2 separate regions of the Mus musculus genome follow, and region 2 is linked to region 1. The links are chromatin contacts, called in public HiChIP or PLAC-seq maps. All regions are on one chromosome and are shown on one strand. The core of a region is the stretch at or near the end of the contact, and the rest is flanking DNA. Distances in the headings are between cores, read along the strand shown.

The links. HiChIP or PLAC-seq counts read pairs in DNA pulled down with a chosen protein or histone mark.
Region 2: a contact with region 1 is called in an H3K27ac HiChIP or PLAC-seq map of embryonic stem cells, with 2.9 times the contacts expected there. The contact joins two enhancer-like sites. A contact is called at or near these places in 2 of 484 Hi-C or Micro-C datasets (natural killer cells and nephron progenitors), 2 of 115 datasets of contacts at active chromatin or transcription factors (embryonic stem cells and fibro-adipogenic progenitors) and 1 of 9 other capture datasets (embryonic stem cells).

What each region holds. Positions count from the first base shown.
Region 1 is chr13:97,615,657-97,619,709 of GRCm38.p6, forward strand. Gm34087 (a long non-coding RNA gene) reads right to left here. Exons shown (of 5, transcript XR_873831.2): 2 at 1,551-1,605. Among named protein-coding and RNA genes, the nearest start is that of Gm34087, 5.1 kb to the right of the region's middle. Within about 2 kb of position 2,120, at least 39 of the 459 cell types and tissues checked have an H3K27ac peak or open chromatin away from gene starts, as enhancers often do. A contact at or near this core is called in embryonic stem cells, where this site is marked.
Region 2 is chr13:97,843,019-97,847,071 of GRCm38.p6, forward strand. No RefSeq gene overlaps it. Among named protein-coding and RNA genes, the nearest start is that of Gm41031, 19 kb to the left of the region's middle. Within about 2 kb of position 2,388, at least 6 of the 459 cell types and tissues checked have an H3K27ac peak or open chromatin away from gene starts, as enhancers often do. A contact at or near this core is called in embryonic stem cells, where this site is marked.

The sequences.
Region 1 (4,053 bases), core at 870-3,369:
TTCTAAAGTCTTGCTCATCGTTATGTTTTCCCCATGGGCTGAATGTTCCACAGACCCCAAATATGACCAGTTAGGTTCAGCTCTCCCACAACACCATACTCCAAAAAGCCAAGACTCCAAGATTCCCTGCCTCAAATAGTCTACGTCTAACACCTGCCTGTGGCTCTAGCTTCTTGTGTGTCCTTTGTAGGGCTGAGCAGTAGAGCAGGGGGACTGTTCCTAAGTGTCGTGGATACAGCTAACTCTGGAATGGCTTATCCACGCATGTGAGTAGAGCCCCTCATGGTGGGACCAAGTTAGCTAGAAGAAAGGAGTAGACCATGGGCCAGACTAGAACAACTGGCCTCTTCTCTTGCCTCTTGGCACTCTAGAATTCTGAGGAGTCCAGGAATACTGAATTTTCCAACTATGGCTTTCCAAGTTGCTAAACAAATTTACTCATCAAAGTTGGAGACTGTCTTACAGCTTAATAGACTTTAATAGACCTTGTTCCATTTTCTTGTTTTGTTTCATGGTGTAAGTGTCTTCCCTTGACCTTTTGCTCCTAGCCCTCCAGATGGTGGGGTGAATATGGACAGGCTCGCCCTTCCCTCTCTTCTCTCTTTCGCTACTTCTCACTCCCACCTTACGCAGCTCACCTTGTTTGGTTCTCTCATGGAGACCTGGTGAGGTCCAGTTCCAACCATCAGTACTGAAAATCCTTCTGTTTCCCTCTCTATGCCTGGCTTTCTCAGATCATCCTCATTTGTCAGAATCCAGTACATGAAGATGGCTTTTTAGAGGATAAATAATAGAAACGTTTTAAATGGATTGATAAAATTAATAGAAGGACAGATGAGTATGTTCTATATATCATTCATATAGGCCTAGGTATGTTTCTCTTGAATATTTATTCTGTCTAGCCTTCAGCGTACCTCTACACTTTCATTTCCCTTCCCTTCCTTTCCCCTCCCTCTCCCCCACTTCCTCCTCTTATTCTCTTTTTTTTTAAAAGATTTATTTATTTATTATATGTAAATACACTGTAGCTGTCTTCAGACACTCCAGAAGAGGGCATCAGATCTTGTTACAGATGGTTGTGAGCCACCATGTGGTTGCTGGGATTTGAACTCCAGACCTTGGGAAGAGCAGTCGGGTGCTCTTACCCACTGAGCCATCTCACCAGCTCCCTCTTCTTCGCTTTCCTCCTCCTCTTCTTCTTCTCTTTCCTCTTCTTTCCCTTACCCTCTCCTCCCTCCCCCTCCCCCTCCCCCTCCCCCTCCCCCTCCTCCTCCTCCTCCCCCTTCTCTCCTCAACTCCAGAGGACAGGGTCTCACTAGATCTCACTGTGTAACTCTTGACTGTCCTGGGATTCTTTCTTGAACACCAACCAGGTTGGCTTTGAACTCACAGGGTTCCACCTGCCTCTGCCTCCCAAATGCTGAGATTAAAGGCATGTGCCACCATGCCTGGTTTTGCCCTTCCTTTCTGAGGTCATGAGGCAGACATCAGGAGACAAATGGAGACAAGCATGCCTGATTAACATATCTTAGGTTCTCTTAAAATCTGACCTTGTAATGGTTCCCTTCATCTCTACTACCAGCACTTCTCAGAGTTTTTCAGCACCTGGTTTAAAAACAAGAAGGATTTTAGAAGCTTGCTGCATCTCTTCTCAGAGTTTCTGAATCAGTAGGTAGAAGAGGGGTGAGCACCAAGTGTTTGTACTTCTAACAGTTTCCCAGGTAATATGGTGGCTACTGGTCCAGGCGGTATCCTGAGAACCACAGCCATTGGGTTTTTCTGTGTAGGTCTCTGTTGTTAATGCCAAAGCTCTTTCCACTTGTGCTTCTCAAGCAGACACTGCCTGGGTCCAGAGCACTGCTCAGAGGCGAGAGAAGTGACGAGGACCTTAGTGTCTAGTTCCCGGGCCAGGCAGGCTTGGTTCCTAATGGCTGGGGCGTTCTCCCACAGAGGCAACTTGAGCCCTGGCTTGGCAGAATATGAAACAGCCTTGGCCTGTACCCTTGTCTGTGAGTTTTTAATTGCAGAATCTGGGTGGCCTTCACACAGTTGTTTGCATAGCGAGGGAAAAGAGATAAGTTCGGTAACCTTGGAAGACCAGTCTCTCCCCCCAACCCCACCCCCAGTCTCCTGAGAAGTGGTGCCCAGAGGAAGAAACACTGTGTGTGGGAAACCAGAGAGGGGCTCTAGAGGGTGGCCTGCAGAGGCCAGGCGAGGGGGTGGCGTTTCTAAAGAATGAATGTCTACCGAAATTACTTCCTGCTGCATGAGGGTTCATTAGCTGGAATTCTCTAGATGACAAGGGTCTCTAAATCTCCTTAGCTGGACTCCGGGCCATGATTCTCCCTCCCAGGATATAATCACTCAGAAAGACAATCTTGGCTCCAGCTGTTGGATTACAACAGCCAGTCCAGAGAGTGGGTGGCTCTTAAATTGAACCTCTCGAGTATGTATATCTGATAGGGACAAGGAATTCTCTGTCCACGAATAACCACAGCCACATCAGGGCACAGACTCAAACACAGCGCAACCAACAGCCCAGGTGCCCAGGCCCCAGTTTGTATTTATCTGTTTTCTCTTGGGCAAAACCACAAGCCAATAATTGCTTTCTCTTTCCAGCCACACCTTTGCCAAATGACTTGGGCCGTGGGTTGCTGTGAGTCCATCCTGGATCTGTCATGCCGTGAGAGCCCAAGACAGTTTCAGTTTCACAATGTTAATAGCAATAATGGGAGCGAGTTGTGAAGTGCGAGCTCCCCAATGGGACCTGTGCCAAGGACTTCTCATCCATGATCGCATATCATCCTCACAACAGTACCAGATAGTGGGGTTTATTACGCCCAATCTCCAGATGGTGGAACTGAGGTTCAAGGGTTAGGTAACTGCCCTGAGATCACACAGGCAGCAAGATGTGGGAACTTGGTGAGGACTCAAGCTTGTGTCCTTGTCCCTGCTCTGACAATTTTGTACTTGACACGTGCTTGTTAAGCTAACCAGCCTATCTACACATGCATAAAAAAGAACTTCAAAGGAAGGTTCTAACCTGTATTATTTCAAAACAGGAAACTTAGCCAACCAAACACTCCATTTTCCAGGCGAGTCAGTTAACTAACTTGTTAGAGTATAGTCAATAGTCAATCAATACTCAACACTTGCATAGTAGCAGTTAGCATTAGGGGAAAGGAGAACATAGGAAAGCAATGGCTGGTGCGTGGAAGGTCTGCATAAAACAAACATGGCAACCTATCTGAGGCTCACAGCAGTGTGGAGTCAAAAGTTCTCTTTTTCTTGGAGCACTTAGGGTCCTCCTTAGTTCTTCTGCCAACCTCTCAAAACATGCTAGTTTCCACAACTCCCTTCTTGATCTAAAGACTCGTGTTCTCAGCATTGGCTTGCTGGCCTCACATTGGGCGTGGGAGCAGGCAGGTGGGTGTGAGCATAAGAAGACATGGAAATGAAGAGTGTCTGCCCTTCCTTCCTGCAATGGCCGAGAACAGCGTGGGACGTGCCAAGTGGGACCAGACCCCTCTACACACAGGGGGGGTTCTGTGAGGGTCGATCTGACTCCAGAGAGGAGTTCAGGTGGTCGGGAGCAGGCCCTGGATATCCCAGCACCTCAGGGCTTCGCTCCATTTTTGCAAACCTTCTCCAGTGTGTAGCTTTATCAGACAGTGACTTTGCAGCTAGTAATTCTGCAAGCTTGCCTCTATCTCCCATTTGTTGGAACTCACTTTGGATAAGGGTGGTTTATAGAGTGGTTCTGGAAGAAATGTGCTGTAACAAAAGAAACCATTATGCATAATTTCAGATGTAGCATATCTAGATCTGAAACCCAGATCTGTTGTCCCTTACTAGCAAAGGAGGGCTTTCAGCCAAGACAATGGGCTGAGGTTCTGTGGGGACTCCACTCTAATCTTCAGGTATCAAACCACTTTAAGGGCTAAGTAGCTTAGCAGAAACTTGCCTCATAGGCAGGAGACCCTGGGCTCAACCCCAGCACTGTAAATTAGCAAACAACAGGGCTGCTTTTAAGAACTGTTTTTAAATCCTTAT
Region 2 (4,053 bases), core at 1,138-3,637, 230 kb after region 1:
GCCACTGTCAAGTTTGGCTTGCAGCCAGAATTCCTTTCCTCCCACCGGTGTTGGGATGAAGTCAAAGACAAGCAAAGGAGAGATTGGGTAACTTTTATTTTTAAAGGAGTGCCTAATTATGGAAGATATGGTTGATATTTTGATATTGTTTATAATGGCTTCATTGATTTTTTTTTTCCTTAGCCAATAAGAAGTGAGAAGTATCAACCCCACCCCCACCCCAGCCAAAATCCAATAGAATTCCTCCCCAGCTATTCAAAGTCCCTCTGGTGTGATCTAGAATAGAAATATCAATGCACACAGTGTACTGAAGAAATTCATCCGTATTTACCTGACACCTTTTAAGAGCTCTCCCCAAACTGCCCTAACAACCTCTGGCATCAAAGCCTGCTGAGACTATGTGGAATTTTTCCTTCCTGTTTGAGTAAAACTTAGGAAGACGGGTAGCAATTAAAAGCAAATCATAATTTTTAAAACCTTAAGGGAAATTATTGTGGTATGCTGAATTATCGGGATGTCAGCTCCCACCCACTTAGGATATGGCTCGTAATAAAACAGCAAGCGTCAATAGGCCTTAAAACCAAAGCACTCCTCCAAAGACTCTCTACCTCGGTGATTTCCTATTGCTGTGATAAGACACCATGACCAGCTTATACCCGAGTAAGAGGCAGAGAGGGAGAGACTGGGAATGGTGAGAATCTTCTGAAACCTCAAAGCTCATCTCCAATGACACACTTCCCCCAACGAGGCCACACCTCCTCCAACAAGGCCACACCTCCTAGTCCTTCCCAAACAGTTACACCAACTGGGGACCAGGTATTCAAACAAATGAGCCTGCAGGGACCATTCTCATGAAAACCGCCACAGTCACAGTAGAAATCACCATTCTGCTCACTCAAGTGGGAAATGCCATCCTTTCTTTGTAGTGTTATAACTGGCTGCCTAGGCAGTGCTCCCAAGCACTAACTCACCCCTGGGGCTTTGAGGAGATGGGTTGCTTTCTCCTGTAGCATCTCAGCATTCAGAATATGCTAGAAGTGCCTCCATTTGAGCAATGTAGCCACAGACGCCATCATTCTCCTGCTCAGCGAAGCACTTTGGGCTTGAGAGCTATACATGCTGAAGGAAAGCTCACCAAAGTCAACTCCATGGGACTGTATTTAGTTTCCTTTCTATTGCTGTGATAGAATACTCCGAGCAGAAGTGACTTGGAGAGGAGAGGACATAGGTCATCACCAAGGAAGTTAGAACAGGAACTCAAGGCAAGAATCTAGATCAGAAAAAAATGGAGAAACACTACCTGTTGTCTGACATCCTGGCTCATTCTTGACCAGCTTTCTTACACAGCCCTGGCTGGACCACCGTGGAGGGGAAAGACCACGATGACTCACAGTGGGTGGGCGCCCCCCTCTGTCAATTAAGACACTCAGGACAATCCCTCACAGACAGGCCCACAGACGAATCTGATAAAAGATGGTTACTCAACTGAGACTCTTTTTCAGATGATTACAGGGTATGTCAGGTTTTGAGTTCATGGTAAGTAGGACAGAATGTTAAACTGTTCTCATTTTTTGTTTGTTTTTAGAAATCTCACTCTTGAAACACAATCTGAACCCCAAACAGCTTTCTCTCCACAGTCCACTCTGGTCCCTAGAGTGCTGAGCCCATGTCTGGTTACCAGTGTTCAGTGTATCTGCCACGTGCCAGCAGATACAATAGACCAGCACCAACAAACACCCTGCCCAGAAAGGTCTCCTCTGTATTTTGGTGCCAGCCTAGATGCTTCTAATACGCAGTGAGACATAGACACCCTGAGTGGATCTAAGTCATCTTCACTCTCTCCGGATCATGGCAAAACTGGAAGTAACCTTCGTCTATTGCTCCTACGATGAATTCTCTCAACATTTTAGAGCATTCAGTTTATTTCTCCTAGTGACCCGTGTTTGATCTAGAAGACTGAGCAAATAAAAGCGAGCAGAATGAAGGAACCTAGACACATCACTTGGCGGTCAAGCTCCCAGAACTCCTCTTATCTACACAGGTATCTTCAAAACAGAGCGTTCGTTGTGGTTGTTCTCCAGTATCTTTCTCCTCGAATGCGTTTGCTGGTGTGCTTCCAGGTCAGTAAGCGGAGCACCCCACCCTTCTGAATGGCTGCTTGGCATCTGTGTGTGCCTCTACCATCCTTTCAAACAGACTTCTAGAGCAGGGCTGGGCGTTTGCTTGTGGGTTTGGGCTGCTACTTTGGTTTCTTTGGGGTTCTTCTGTATTGTATTGTTTTCCCACTGTAAGCACCGTTGAAGTGGGTGAGAGAGGACTAAGCTGGCACATTTCCTTAGGAGATATTCCTGAGAGTAAATTTGCTGAGGCAGGGTGTGATGCTTGCTGCAAATTGTTCCTTAAAACACCCTCCTCCAGACTGTGCTAACAAGTACTAACTTCGACCCAATACAGGCATCGCTGTCTTTGTTTAAAAGAAAAATCTATTCAGTCTAGCAAGTAAAAAATTTGTATGTGTTATGTGTTTCCATTTCTTTTAACTGGTGGGTCTTTTTTTTTTTTTTTTCCTTCTAATAATTTGAATGTCTCCTTTGAAAATATTTTATTCATGGTTTGGGCCTATTTCCTACCAGGTATGAACACCTTCCTCCCCATTTCCCTCTTTCCAGAGACAACCATGAAAAGTTAGATTTGTCTTCTTCCTGATCTTTTGCTGTGCATTAGGAAACACACATAGAGTTCTCAAATTTACTGTTACAACTTTTGCCAACTCTCAACTTCTCACCAACCAACTTCTTTTACATATAGTACCACATCAGCCATGTAAATTTACCTCAGTATATTGAAATGCTGAAAAAAAAAACCCACAATATGGGCGTATTGGTGCTTAGAATATTCCAGAATTCCATCATCAGTGAACATTTGAGTTGTATCCAAGTGTTTGGGGTTGTTTAATGCACATAATTCTTTATGCCTCTTTGATTATAAATGAATGTGCTCCAGGATCAGTACTTTGAAGAGAAATTAATGATTGTTATCAATTGCAATCAAAGTGCTCTCCGGAAAGCCAAGCTGCCTTCCACCAGGGGCATATCAGCGGGCCCATCTGCAGCAATGCTGACCTGTGGCCTCTGATTGCTTGCACTTATTTTGCAATTTGTCTTAGAACGTTGGTTACTAATTTTTAAAGCATCCTTTCTTGTCTCATCCTATTACTGAAGAGAGCACTCGCCCTCTCCACAGTAGGAGCCTTGTTCACGCTTTCCTTATGACTGTCAGCATTATTCCAGGAAATCTTTCACATCAGCCTGCCCAGCCTGGTGTCCCTGCCTGTCCCCTGAGCTTGGTTCTTGTCCTCCCTAGACTTCCTCCAACCTTCTGACTTCTCAGAACCGTGATCCTCAGCTGTCTTTCCATGCCAATTGCAGATCTCCCCTTCATGACATTTACCAACCATTCTTTGAACTTCTGTAAACGTCCTTTGCTTTGTTGTTTTAGAATTGCTAAGCCTCATAATAATAATGTTCAAAAATCTATTTATTAATCCTTGGCTCCGTATGAGCTGTTGTGCTAAGTGCTTTTGTAGATATCATGTCACCTATAACCTCTACACTATCAACATTTAGATTTTAAAAAAAAAATCTGAATATTGGAGAACTAAAACCATCTGCTCAAGGCCACCCATGAGTGGCAGGCCAGAGACTCCAAGCCACATTCCTCTGCTGCAGGTCCCATGCCTCCCACCACTCCACCCTGTGCCCTTCTCTCTTCTATGAGTGCTATGGTCTGAGTACTGTTCCACCTCAAAATCCATTTGTTGACATTGATTTTCTATTCAACAGAATTGAGATTTGTGCCTCTTGGAAGGTGATATATCCTACCCTCACTAGTAGAATTATTGTCCTAAGAGAAATTTGTAGGATCGCATTAGCACCTCACACCACAAAAGAAGATTCAATCTATGAGAATTCTGCCCTCACTAGACACCAACTTTGTTGATCTCTTTGTCTTAGGTTTCCCAGCCTCTAGAACTGTATGAATAAATGTCTGTGG